Regions from separate parts of the Mus musculus genome. Here region 1 is linked to region 2. A link is a contact called in public promoter capture Hi-C data. All regions are on one chromosome and are shown on one strand. Each heading gives the region's core, a stretch centred on a gene start, on an enhancer-like site or on the middle of the called end of the contact. The rest is flanking DNA. Distances are from core to core; before and after follow the strand shown.

Evidence for each region. Promoter capture Hi-C pulls out the DNA fragments that hold promoters and counts their contacts.
Region 1: a contact with region 2 is called in a promoter capture Hi-C map of stem cell-derived epiblast-like cells, with 5 times the contacts expected there. The contact joins the promoter of Atp8a2 here to the promoter of 3110083C13Rik in region 2. A contact is called at or near these places in 2 of 39 promoter capture datasets (liver and stem cell-derived epiblast-like cells).

Annotation. Positions count from the first base shown.
Region 1 is chr14:60,084,003-60,090,658 of GRCm38.p6, reverse strand. It overlaps Atp8a2 (ATPase, aminophospholipid transporter-like, class I, type 8A, member 2), which reads left to right and starts at 3,745. Exons shown (of 36, transcript NM_015803.3): 1 at 3,745-4,077. The coding sequence starts at 3,977. It overlaps 4930563I02Rik (RIKEN cDNA 4930563I02 gene), which reads right to left and starts at 3,153. Exons shown (of 3, transcript NR_166718.1): 1 at 2,385-3,153.
Region 2 is chr14:57,996,596-58,003,465 of GRCm38.p6, reverse strand. 3110083C13Rik (RIKEN cDNA 3110083C13 gene) reads right to left here and starts at 4,154. Exons shown (of 2, transcript NR_166770.1): 1 at 4,004-4,154; 2 at 1-486. Micu2 (mitochondrial calcium uptake 2) reads left to right here and starts at 4,204. Exons shown (of 12, transcript NM_028643.3): 1 at 4,204-4,436. The coding sequence starts at 4,227.

The sequences.
Region 1 (6,656 bases), core at 2,496-4,995, 2.1 Mb before region 2:
CTTCCAGTTCAGGGGTAGGTCAAGCTGAGGTCATAGAGGTAGAAGGAATTTATTTGAATCTTGGCATTGGGGATGATTAACCATTTCTTCATAGAAATAAAGTCCCCTAGTGTGGCTCTGTTAAAAGTATAGGAAGATGAACATTTTTGCATTCTAAAACTTGGGAGATATGATGTCAATCTTGTTCTGTTGCCACTTATCTGTGTTAATAATCTTTCCGCACTAATAGTAGTTGTCAGAATTTAATTGCCTAGGCAAACTATTATTATTCTTAATTATGTGTATGTGTGTGTGTATATATGTCATATGCTTGCAAGTGTCCATATAGGCCAGTGGTGTCCAGTTCCCTAAAACTGGATTTACAGGCAGTTCTGAGCCACCTAACATGGGTTCTAGAAACCGAACTCAAGTCCTGTCTAATAGTAGTATATGCCCTTAACCACAGGCAGTCACTCCATTATTTCTCTTGTGGTGCTTTCTGGCCTAGTCTGATTTAAACTGCAGGTATCCAGTCCTCTCACCCTTTATACCCCACACATCCAGTTTCCCTCTCTCAAAACCAAGTCTTCCGGTTCCCCTATGAGACATTTTCCAGGTCTAAGTTTTCTTTCATTCTTCTGTCAACCCATGTGTTTACTAGCTTGTGTCTAGACTGCACAGCTGTCTGTATAGCCAACCTCCTGCTGCTTTCCCCATTACTGCTGGGTGTTCCTCTTTCTTGCTTAGACATCTTCTGTGGCTTCAAATGAAACCCAGCTCAAAGCTGGCCCTTCTCAACCCAGCGTGTCATCTGCAGTCTGCAGTCTGCCCACAGCCACTTTCCCACTCAAAGTTCAAGTTACTGTGTTACCTCTAACCTCCCTTAACACCTTCAGTCTCTTAGTTTTGGTTATAAATGACCACTCACTGCCAGGCTGCTGTAATGCTCTGGATTGCCACTTGATTCCTTAAACTACTTGATTGAGGACAAGAGACATCTCCTAAACAAGCATCTAACAACTGATTGTTCAGGTGTGGCTGTTTATGAGTATCCCTTACAAAGCAGTGCGGCGCAGAATCGGGGAGGATGTGGTTCACAAAGTAGTAAATAGAGGGAGTTCCCTTGGTGATATGGATTTCATGGACACAGAGCTTAGAGGAGTGGAGAGCCAGTATGTTAGTGCAGTTCTGTCAACAGACTGTTTGATCCTAGCTAATGGTAGATCTTTGGTCCTCCGTGCTGGTCACTATAGCTCTACCTGGGAAACCCGAAGACATCCTTCATGGGTTCCCATCATGTGCCAGGCTGTGGGGCTCTGGGATTCTAGTTCAGGTAACTGTTGTAGACAAAACAGATCTCTGGTGTCCTGGAACTTGGGCTGTTGGATATGGGGAAACATCACAAATAGTGTCAGGTGATGGCAGTGAATGCTGAGGTGGAAAACGAAACTCGTCAAGTGGCAGAGAGGAAAAAAAAAAAACCCTATTCTTTTATACAGGCTATTCACAAACGTATCTCCATTTGTCCAAAAGTAGGAGGTGCATTAAAATGTAGACTGGGTTGGAAATATGGTTTAGTGGAGGGGTACTGAAAGGCCCGGGGCTCTATTCCTAGCCTACTGAAAGAAAATAAATGAGACAAAGCCCAGTCTTCCTAGATTAAAACCCAGGAAGCAGAGCTGATGGGGTAGCCAATATGGAAGTAGACATGGCTTCCTGCTGCCCTTTCTCTTTAATGGGAGGACTTGGCATTGTCTCCTGGCTAGGGTAGACACTAGAAAGTAGGGGGTGAAGGTGGAAGAGGTGAGGGGTTGCTCCTATAGTAAGAGATAGCCTGGGTGTGGTGCACTCATTGAAGAAGGAGCAGACATATCCAGGGTTCCATCCCATGATCAGCTTCCAAACACTGACACCATTGCATATACTAGCAAGATTTTACTGAAAGGACCCAGATATAGCTGTCTCTTGTGAGACTATGCCGGGGCCTAGCAAACACAGAAGTGGATGCTCACAGTCAGCTATTGGATGGATCACAGGGCCCCCAATGGAGGAGCTAGAGAAAGTACCCAAGGAGCTAAAGGGATCTGCAACCCTATAGGTAGAACAACATTATGAACTAACCAGTACCCCCCCCCCCAGAGCTCGTGTCTCTAGCTGCATATGTATCAAAAGATGGCCTAGTCAGCCATCACTGGAAAGAGAGGCCCATTGGACTTGCAAACTTTATATGCCCCAGTACAGGGGAACACCAGGGCCAAAAAGTGGGAGTGGGTGGGTAGGGGAGTGGGTGGGAAGGTATGGGGGACTTTTGGGATAGCATTGGAAATGCAAATGAGGAAAATACCTAATAAAAGGTATTAAAAAAAAAGAAGGAGGAGAGAAAAGGACTGTATCTGGCTTGTTACCATGGCCCCGGTGTGTGGTCTGGATGCTGGCCGACTCCAGGCTTACTACTTCTTCACTGGTCTGCATAGTATGTCCACTTGAGATACTCAGTTCGCCTCTCAGATTCTGCTTTCTCCTGCTGGGGATTACAATCCTTGTAGTCAAGTTAAGATGATTGAAACACAAGTGTAGTTTTCCAGATTTTCTTCATGTCAGCAAACAGATATATCTGTAGCTAGCAAATGGGAGTTGACTCCCGTAAGATTCAAGTTTTGCAAATGGTGTGTAGTATACACCTTTTTGATAGAGAAGATGAAGCGTTAGTTGGATGAATAGTTAAGGAAAACAAGGTTCCACTTGCAGAGCTTTGATTCTCCCTAAAGGTTACTTCTCAAGGTGGGCTGCCTTTTCCCAGAGGGGATGCTGGGTTGAGCTTCTCTCTCTCTCTCTCTGTGTGTGTGTGTGTGTGTACACACGTGAGCACACAGTGTAGTATATACTTCTGCATACACCTAAGAAAACTGCTGGGGAGTTAAGCCCGCTCAAAGGCTTCTAAATAAAGCTTGCTGTCAGTTTTATAGAACTGGGAGGCAGGGAAGCTTGTGTAGGAGCCACAGGAACTACTTAAGAAGGAACTGGGAGCTCACATGCTGGACCAGAGCTGGAGATGAAGTTGCTCTTTTGAGGTGATCTGGCTTATTTATGGACACCAGCAGAAGAGCTCGTGCAGGATCGCAGTGGGAGACAAGCTCTGTCCACCTGGTGCGGGACTGATTTCACAGTGGAAGTACTTTCAGCAGTGATGACTTCACTTGTGGTATCTCGCTAGGGTTGTTTGTCTCATTGTGACTAAACATTGTCAAAGGATTCTAGAAAAACCAGGTTCCGAGTGCAAGGACAAGGCGTGGCCTCGGCTAAGTGGAGGTCTTCTGGCTTTGCTACTGACTCCCTTAGCCTCCTCTCCAATCTCAGGCAGACTAAAGCAGCCCTCCTGCCATTGCCCCTGGGCCAACCTGGCAAGCGCGGGTACCACAAGCTACCCGTGCAGCCAGCTCCATCCCCATCTCGCTCTGGGCTGCCAGACTCCCAGGAGCACTGGGGTCGGGCAAGATGGGGTTACCTTGGGTCCACCCGGCCTCCTGAAGGTCCAGGGCAGCGTGAGGTCTCTGGTAAATCCAGAGCTAGAGAAGCCTGGGAACCTTCGCCACGAATCCAGGTTGGGATGAGGCTTGGGGAGGGGGGGTGGGGGGGGAGGGGCGGGGCCTCACAGGTCCACGGCGGGGCGGGGCCCAGGAGGTGGAGCCTATTTACAGGTCGGGGTGGGGCGTCTCGAGTCCCAAAGGGGTGGGGCCTCACAGGTTCAGGGCGGGGCTGAGTGGGGCGGGGCCTGCCGCTGCGGCGGCGGCTGTGGCTACGGTCTAGTCTCCAGGGGCAGGCTAGGTGCATAGGCGGCCCCAGTCTCTCCAGAGCATCCTTCGCGGCTGGTCCCCGCTTGCAGCCTGCTCGCAGCCTCGGGCCTGGAGGCTGATTTCTTTGTGTTTTGTTTTCCCCGCGCCTCGATTCTGCAGGACCCGTTCGTTCTTCTGCGGGCTACAAGAAGGCAGAGGATGAGATGTCCCGGGCCACGTCTGTTGGAGACCAGCTAGAGGCACCGGCCCGCATAATTTACCTCAACCAATCTCATCTCAACAAATTCTGCGACAACCGGATCAGGTAGGAGAACAGGCAGCCGGGTGAAGCTCAATGCTCACATTCACGGGATGGCTTTTCCATCACCCGGGCGGCCCTCAGTTCACTTGCTTTCCCCAGCACTTTGCATCTCTGCCTCCTGCACCCACTTTGAGCCCAGAGGTCCACACCCAGCGCCCAGTGGGCCATGTGAACACAGATGCTGCCTTCTCCTATGCAGAGCTGTGCCCAGCCAATCTGTGGGCCTTATGGAAGTTCTTCTAATGCCACCGATAAAAGTGAAGGTGTCCTCTCACCCCTTACTGCCTTCCAAGAATCTCCATAGTCTCCCTGAAACCTCAATGATGGTTCTCTTTGTCACAGCTCTCTTGAGTAGTTTGCAGAACATCTGTGGGGAAGTGCTTTATAAGGGAATGAATGTGAGTCTCACAGGCTACAGGGACTCACATTTATTTCCCAGTGATCCACTGCATTTGCTAAGGGTCTTCTCATTTGCTAGGAAGTCTTGCCCAGAGTCAGCAGAAATATGAATGGAGGGTAGCATTTTTGTGTCTGCTTTCTGTCAGCTGGCCACTGTGTTAGGCGCCTTAGCTGCGCATCTCCAGTGTCTCATGGAGCAAATCATTGCCTCCAGATCAGGAAACTGGAGTGGAGAGATGTGAAATCTTGTACTACGCTCATATATTAATAGCTACTAAATGGGAAAGCTAGAAATCAAACCCACTTATCTGACTAGCAAGCAAATTCTTGCTGCTGTGCAAAGCTTGTTTCTTAGCTCAGTGTTAGCACACTTTGAGCCACCATTAAACTTTTGAGCTTTGACCAACTTCATGTCTGTGAGTGATTTCTGAGGATAGTTTAGTGTGCTGCTTAGAACATCCTACTCAGGTCTGGATTTCCAGGTTGTTTGTTTGTTTGTATGTTTGTTTTTTGCTTCGGCTAAAACTTTGTGGTTAGATATTTAACTATTACAGTACCTTGGTAATGCCACACTGGCAGCAAGGTCTGGTTGGTCATTTCTATAGCTTGATAGGATTTGGGAGAGAATAACAATGTATATGTGCACATATGTATGTATGTATGTATATAGATGGTACCTTTATTAAGGGAGTGTTAGATTTGTGTGACTTTATTTTGTGTTTCAAGAACGACTTTTGAACACATTTTAAATTTAAAAAGTAAATGTTAGAATATCTGAGACTTCATTCCTGAATAAATAGGCTTGTTTTGAGATGTGGGACATTACAAACAGAACATTAGAGCTTAACAAACTAGCGCGACTAATTAAAAAAGAGACAGATAGTGAAATCTGTAAAAGCCTTAGAGAAATTGGAGCCTCATACATTTGGCCAATAGGAATGACACATAGGGCTGCTGCTTTGGAAAGCAGTTTGGCCTGCCTCCAAAAGGATCAAGGTAAAGTTACCATAGGATCGGATAATTCCAATGCTAGGTATACATAGCCAGCACACATGAAAACAGAGGTCCTCACGAACATGTGTACACAGATGTTCATAGCAGCATAACTCATGGTGGCCAAAACATGCATGCACTGAGGGATTCACTCAGATGACTCTAGCTATAAAATATTATGATGTGGATGAACCTTCAAAGTAGTCAATGAAAGAGCAAGTCGTAAAAAGTCATATGAAATGATATATGTGATATGCCCCAAAGAGAGAAGTGTTTCTTGACACATTAGTGGTTTCTGGGCCTGGAGAAGGAAGGTGAAGGTGTGGGAGTTAGAGAATGATAGGATGATGGCTATTACTCTGAATACACGAAAAGCTGTCTGGAGCCCAGCATTGGCCATGTAGTTCTATGTCTCCTCACCTTTCATACTACTATTGAATTCCTTGCAAAAACACTCAGGTCATTTTTTAAAGAAGTTAAATATTATGTAAGGAGATAGGATTGGAGTGTCATTTTTTTAAATAAACTTCAGTGCTTTTCAAAAGGTATTTTTGCTTGGTTCCGCCAATTTCAGTATCTCTGTGAAGGTTTGAAACAGTTCTAATAAAATACAGACTCTCATTTGCATAGGAAACACACAGCAAGAGGAACCTCAGTTAGAAAATGCCTCCATTAGATGGATCTGGAGCCAAGACAGGGGTGGGGGGTCATCTTCCTAGTACATGATTCCTGTAGGTGAGCCCAGCACACTGTGGATAGTGGCATCTCTGGTCAGGTGGTCCTTGGGTGTATAACAAAGCAGGTTGATGAGCCACAGATAGCAAGCCAGTAAACAGCACTTGTCCCTGGCCTCTGCTTCAGTTCCTGCCCCCAGGTTCCTGCCTTGAGTTCCTGCCCTGCCCTGTGATGGCCTCAACAAATAGGCTGAGGTAAATAAACCCTTTGCCCCCACGTTGTTGTGGTTGTGTGCTTATCATAGCAATGGAAGGAAAACTAGGACAGGAGGCAGACATTTAAGAGTAACGGGGCCTCCATACCTGTCTGTATTAGAGCTAGTTTTATCCTGAGAGGAATTCCAACTGGTTACGTGAAAATATAGTTTCATTTATACTTTCTTGGGAGAAGGGTTTGGAATAAGTATGTGTATGTGTATTGGATTGGCTAGAAATAAAGCAGGCTTACTACCGTTG
Region 2 (6,870 bases), core at 2,905-5,404:
CAGACAGGCATGGGGTGAAAAGTGTGCGCTGCAGAGGTCAGCCTCAGGGCTGTGAGAGGACACAAGGCCACAGTCCGAGGTGCTCACGGTCAAGAGGGCTGACAACTCTTTCCAAGAGGGCCATGTGCAGCAGGAAAACACTTCGGACTTCAGAGGCCACATGTACAGCCATGGTCATTTAAGCTGGTAATGGCATTGAGCATGGTGGCACAAGTCTGTACTGCCAGTATTCAGGAGACTCAGACAGTGGAACTGCCTTTAGGAATGTGTCATATTTTTAACTTGGGGGTGTATTTTTGCTTATGGGTGTTTTGCTTGTATGTATGTCTGGGTACCACATGTATGCTGTGCCTGCAGAGGTCAGAAGGACTGCCATGATAGAATTGTGTGAGCCATCATGCAGGTGCTGCAAATTGAACCCAGGTCCTTTGCAAAAGTGTCCAGTGCTCTTCATCACTTAGCTCTCTCTCCAGTCCTCAGTCAGATCTGTGGAATTTTTAAGTAGCACATGAATGTACACACTGTGGAAACTGTTGCATCCTGTCCATCCCACCCCACCCACTTAGGTCAACTCCAACCCAGCCCTTCTACTGCAAGCCTCATAAACATACACTCTATGTAGTCACCTTACATTTTACCCCTCACCCTTCCTCTGCATGCAGCCCAATGGTAAAGGGCCATCTGGCACTATTGTAGAATCTGCCTAGCCTTGCCAGTGGCAGGAGCAAAGCGTACCCGTGATAGTCTTTTCTGCCATATCACTTTTGTCCCTTCCCCAGAGAAAGAGCCCCGAGTGAGTGAGTTGAGAACAATATTTTCAAACCATCCATGGTACCATTCTGTTTCTCTCCAATTATCATTTTAAAACAGACTGGGTGTTACAGCTGAAGCAGCAGCAGTTCCTTATTTGGGGACTGGTTTATAAACTGCAGGGTTGAAAATACACCCCAGCTCAGGGCTTTTTCTATAGCTGGGGATGAAGAAATGAACAAAGCCAGGGCCCCAAAAGACCAATATAGTCAGCAGCTGCCAGGGACAGTTCATACTTAGAATGGTTAGCTGGCTAGAGATCGGGTCTATTAAAAGACTTGGTTTCCTCTGCAAAAGTAAAGTTTGAATCCATTAATTCTTAACTAGAAGCTTTAGGGAGCTGGACCTGGAACATGAAAACAAATTAATTACAAAGCAGTTTTCCAAGTAAGGTCAAAGATTTCCACCTTAAAGTAAAATCTGCAAATCTAACCAGGCTTTTGTTTTGAAAAAATAATTAGAGCAAAAGAGCAATAGACTGTCTGCATGTCTCCCCAGACTGAGAAATGATTTCCCCAACATCTCACCAGTGGTTTTCATACCCACTCATTTATCCACATATGTTAACTGAATGTCTAGTGTGTGCTGGACACTGTTAGGTGCCAGAAAAACAAAAGACATTCTCGACTATGAGGATGTCAAACTGTGGGGGGAAGGATGTTTTAAATATGTTGAGTGATGTAACAGGAGTATGCACCTATCTCGGACTTGGGGCCATGACAGAGTAGTAGATATGGACTCCAATAAGTAGGTGGTGGAACTATGCAAATTAGACAGCTTGAAGCAGATAAAGAAGACGCTTCTGGAAAGTGAGACTAAGCTATAAGATAAGATATCCACTGTGTCTCAACACGTAAGAGTCAGAAACCAACCACACATCAGCAATCCAGAACAACAGTATGCATGTCAAGATCCAGTAAATCTAGCAGCCGTGCGAATAAGCCTGCAGAAACACATCAGGTGAGATACAAAAAGGCAGGAAGTCTGGGCGGATTAACATGGGTTAGTGATCTGGGATCATGGGCATGTAGTCAAGCTCATTTGTGATGATGGAGCAGGAGAAAGCCAAATCTTAAGGAAGATGAATTCCCATCTGTCGAGAGTGCACCATGTGCCAGGCATTTGGCTAATCACTTCCTCTAAGTTATCCCATTTCATTTCCCATCTGAAATTGAGAGGGCTGTTTACAGATGGGAAACTGAGCCTCGGTGCCCTAAATCACAGTGATGTCAGTGGCAGGGCCGGAACACAAACAGTAAGGCCTGGCTGAGAGGTCTATGCACAGTAAGTCTGCTTACTTCCCTGCTAGGAAGGCACGGTGGAAAGGTTTTGGCACCTGGGACAAAGTGAGAAAGTTCTGACTTCACGTTAGAACATACTGGCTGGGGTGGAGCAAGCACAGACTAAGAAAGGATAATAACAATCCAGGTGGCTTCCTCTAACTTCTCAAATTAGACTTGGTATGGCAGCTTTCACTATTTCTTTATTTTTATTTCGTTAACCCATCGAAATGGCCATTGTTGTACATCAGGAGTTCTGGCACCTCTGACATGGGCATCAAACTGATACACACCCAAGTAAAGGTTCTAAGTCTGAGGCCAGGTCAGAGGTTGAACAAGGGGAAGGTTAAGTTTACTCAGTAGCGGTAAGGAAGAATTGAGGACCCCAGGCTACAGAAGCCAAGCTTTCTGCCAGGATGAAATCCTTTCTACCACCAAAAGAACATCCAGCCCTGAGGTCGTGTTCCACATCTGCCATAGAGAAGATGAGCGGGGGAGGGAAGAGGGGGCTGGTGACAGGGGCATGGAGCAGGTGTGCACCTACTGTTAGTCCCATGTGGGATCACAGCTACGAGTCAATATTTTGTAAGAACAAAATGTAAAGGAAACATACAATAAATAGCAACTGTTTACAATACAGTGGCTTTGTCTGGGAGATCTGAAGAAAATCATTGTCAGAAGTCTGGATCAGATATTGTTTAACAGAAATGAAAGACCAGGCGCTCGGGAGGAGCAGACAAACAGAGATAGGCCCTTGAAAAGTGTTGGCCAGCTTTGAAAGATTACAAAAAAAAAAAAAAAATCCAAAGAAAAATAATGGCTGTTGCTAAATGCCATGCATAGGGCCTGACAGCACTGACCTGTACATGCAAATGTTGTCAAAATGCTAACGTCCTGTACATTTTACTTCATTCAAACACCAAATTTTAGGGGCTGAGTAGACAGCTCATCAGTTAAGAGTGTTCTCTGCTCTACCAGAGCACCAGAGGTCCATTCTCAGCACCCATATCAGGCTGATCACAACTGCCTCTATCTCCAGCTACAACACCCTCTTCTGGACTCTGGGGGCACCCACCCATATGTGGCATAAATACACAGAGGCATACACATAAAAAATGAGTCTTGATAAATAAATATAAAGGGCATTTAGCTATAAAAAACGGAGATCTGTAAGGGTGAGCATGTACACATATTCTTTCCTTTTTTCCTTTTGACACAGGATTTCACTATGTAGTTATGGGTGGCCTGGAACTCACTGCGCAGACCAGAGGTCAGAAAACAACTTATAGGACTCTCTTCTCTGACTTCTAACTCAGGTAGGCAGGCTTGGCATGAAGTGCCTTTATCCACTGAACCAACTGTCTCAAGTGACTCACTATAATCAGACATGTGACATTTGGGGCAAATATAATATCGTCAATATTTTCAGCCCCTTACCCTAGCCTCTTTGAGGATGAAATTCTACTGTTGCATCAACACCCACAGTGGTTATACCCAGCACCCTCTGCCGCTTACTGTTAGAAGTGTTTCCCTCTCCAGCTCTAAATGTGCCCACTTACGACTGACATAGGCTTTCCCGAGAGAGCTAAAGATGCTATGTTTAAGTCTATCGACTGAAAAACCATGCTAAATCTAATTTGATTCCGCATTTATCATCAACACCCTTCTTAGTCCCTATTCTTAATCTAGTTTGTCCAATATATTCCACCCAGAATCTATTACCCTTCCTTTAGTCTAATTTCATGGGGGGGGGGGGGTAGAGACCAGAAGGGGGCGCTGGATGCCCTGGAGCTGGACTTATCTGTGGCCTTAAGTCTCCGGAATCCAGCTGTGGTGCTCTGGAAGGGCAGCAAGCACCCTTCACCCCTGAGCCATCCCTGCAGCCCCTTCTTGGCCCACAGTGGTGACCTGACCTGTTAGGACAGTTAACCAGCTAACTCATGTCCTTTGCCTTGGAAACTGTCACCGGAGCCGAGGGTCACCTCAAAACCACGCTTGAACGTCGAGGAAGCAGCCACACCTAGCAACACACGCGCAGAGCACGGTGGAGGGTGATGAGCTCTCGCGAGAGCCCAACTCTGTTCTCGGGCAACAGACGGTGAGGGCGGGGCGCGACGCTCGGGCGCTTCCGCAAAGATGGCGGCGGCTGCGGGAAGAAGCGCTTGGCTGGCGGCCTGGGGCGGAAGGCTGCGGCGCGGGCTCGCGGCCGGCCGACGAGCTGTGCCGACTCGCGGCCCTCTCGCAGCGGCTGTGGCCGGGGTAGCCCTGGCAGGCGCAGGAGCGGCATGGCATCACGGCCGCGTGAAAGCAGCCGCGCGCGAGGGCTCCCGAACGGTGTCGGCGCAGGTACGGCTCAGCCCGGCCCCGCCCTCAGGCACCCCTGGGAGGGGGGCGGAGGCACAGGAGACCCTAGGCGCCTGGCACGAGCCTGGAGGGCCTGGGGGGTTCCGGGAGGAGGCGGCGGGAGGCCCCGCCCGGGATGCGTGTGGGCGTGGCTGGGGCACGCCTCTGCCCACCTGGTGGATGGAGAAGGGTCCTTGACGTTTGCGGGGGCTGGGCACCCCTTAGTTAGCCTGCATCGTTAAAGAGTTCCCTGGTCGCTTCTTTGTTGAAAAGGGTGGCGTCGACCTACTGTGTGAGCCACACACCCCCCCAGTCTAGAGAATATCAACTCTAAAAGTTAAACAGCTGATAGTTGCAGATTTTATCAATTCCAATGACAGCTGTTACATAAGTCGAAACCGTAATGTTTTAGTGGACCCCGCCTACGCGGCAAAACAAGTTTTCCTAAACCTGAGCTGTCAGGATGCAAATGTTAAGTACCCTACTTCAAGATGAACCCGGTCTTGTAAAACCTTGGAAAGTTTGAATGTACTCTCTAAGATTTTTATAGAGAGAGGCATTTCAGTGTTTTGGGTTTTAGGGTTTTTAAAATTAAAAGCAGTTTTTTATTTTCCTTATTTGCTAGGTTTCTGTTACCTAGTTCTAGTGGGAAAACTCAAGCATTAAAATACAACAAAAAGAAAAGCATACCTTACAGATTAAAGGTTGGTAACTGTTTGATTATTGAACAGTTTATACAAACATTGACTCCAACCTCACACCACATCAGAGGTGGAAAAAGCTACACAAGCATTATAGACTACTTTTTAATGTTTTCTGTGATTTGTTTTCATTTTATATGTATGAGTGTTTTGCCTGCGTGTATGTGTGTACACTGAATGCAGACCTGATGCCCAAATGCCATAAGCTTGCATTGGGCCCCTAGAACTAGAGTTACAGGTGATCCTAAGGGACCACAAGAGTGCTGGGAACTGAACCTGGGCCCTCTATAAGAGCAGCAAGAGCCCTTAACCACTGAGCCATCTCTCCAGCCCCAACATTTTTGTTCATTCTATGTCAACCAAATTTATTGTTCATTATTGGTTTTTCTGTTTGCATATTCAATTCCATCCTATCCAGAACCTTAGGTTAGTCCCCCTGTGGTATTTACTTTAACATCCAAAACTACTAGTGCCTAGGATAATAAACTCATGTTTTGTTTTGTTTTGTTTTGTTTTTTGCTGGTGTTGAGTTTCCAATATAGTAGGCAAGTGTTCTACTACTGAACTACATCCCAGCCCCCCACATTTAAATTTTTGTAATATAGAGCCACCTTAGTCACAATCCATGACTTGTTATTAACTCAAAAAACTTCAGCCAGTGACTCACTCACTATCTAGGAACCAAATTTAATTCCCACCCACATTCCCTCCACAGTTTATAAGCTGATTTCACCTCCTTTGAGTTCTAAGATTTTTCTCTGGTTTCCTTTGTGTTCTGGCTCCCTTCTAGCCTGTTTCCCTTTAAATTAGTAACTTCAGCTTATCATTCACACCAATGTGGTATTTTGAGCGTTTCCTCACTTAGCCTGCTCATTTTCTTTTTAACCTTCCACCTAACTAAAGAAACCCAAACTCATTATCAATTGTTTTCTAAGTTCTGTTGACACAAGTCGGCTTGGTCTGCTCTTTGGACTAATTGAAACCCCGGCTTTTCTACTTTCACTCCTACAGTGAGCATCCCTTCCTCTACAGTGGCTGAGAACTACTGCAGTCAGCATTACTGTGTTTTGAAATCTCCCCCTCTAGGGCAGTAATTTGAATGTATTTTCCTAAAAGGGGCACCTATTAATCCTTGGACACCGTTTGGTCACATGAGTGCATACAGCTTTCTTTTATGTTTATTTACTGCATATATGTGGATCTAGTATAATAATGAGACTAGCTTTCATTTTCATTCATCACACAAAATGACTTTTCCAATAAAAATGGAGAGCTTGTGTTAATGGTGCCCTGCTCTTTTCTTTTTCCCCCTGTGGTGGTTTGTGTGGGTCAGCAGTAGACATCCAGATTATAAAGCAGCTGGCAGGTTGTAACCCATCTTTCCATCATAACTATTGAAGTCCTGTGTACCAAGGCATGCACAAGGAGTGTTAGAAAGGCAGCTTACTTAAGTCTAACAGCAGAGGGCAATTTTAATCCAATATTGTAATGCTGGCTGCCGTTGAAGGGTCCTAGAAGAGCACCCAACACACTCCTGGTTTCCTGAAGGGATGAGAAATAAATGGTCATCCTGGAGCTGCTTGGGAGTCATTTGGCAGAAAGAGAGTGTAGGTAATTGGAATATCTGCTCAGAGATCTACAAGAAAGTTTAACTCAGCAAAAGTGTGAGCTATGAGACCAGTGTGTGCAGGGACCTGGAGTGTCATTAAATCACCTAAGCCATATTAGTGGGACTT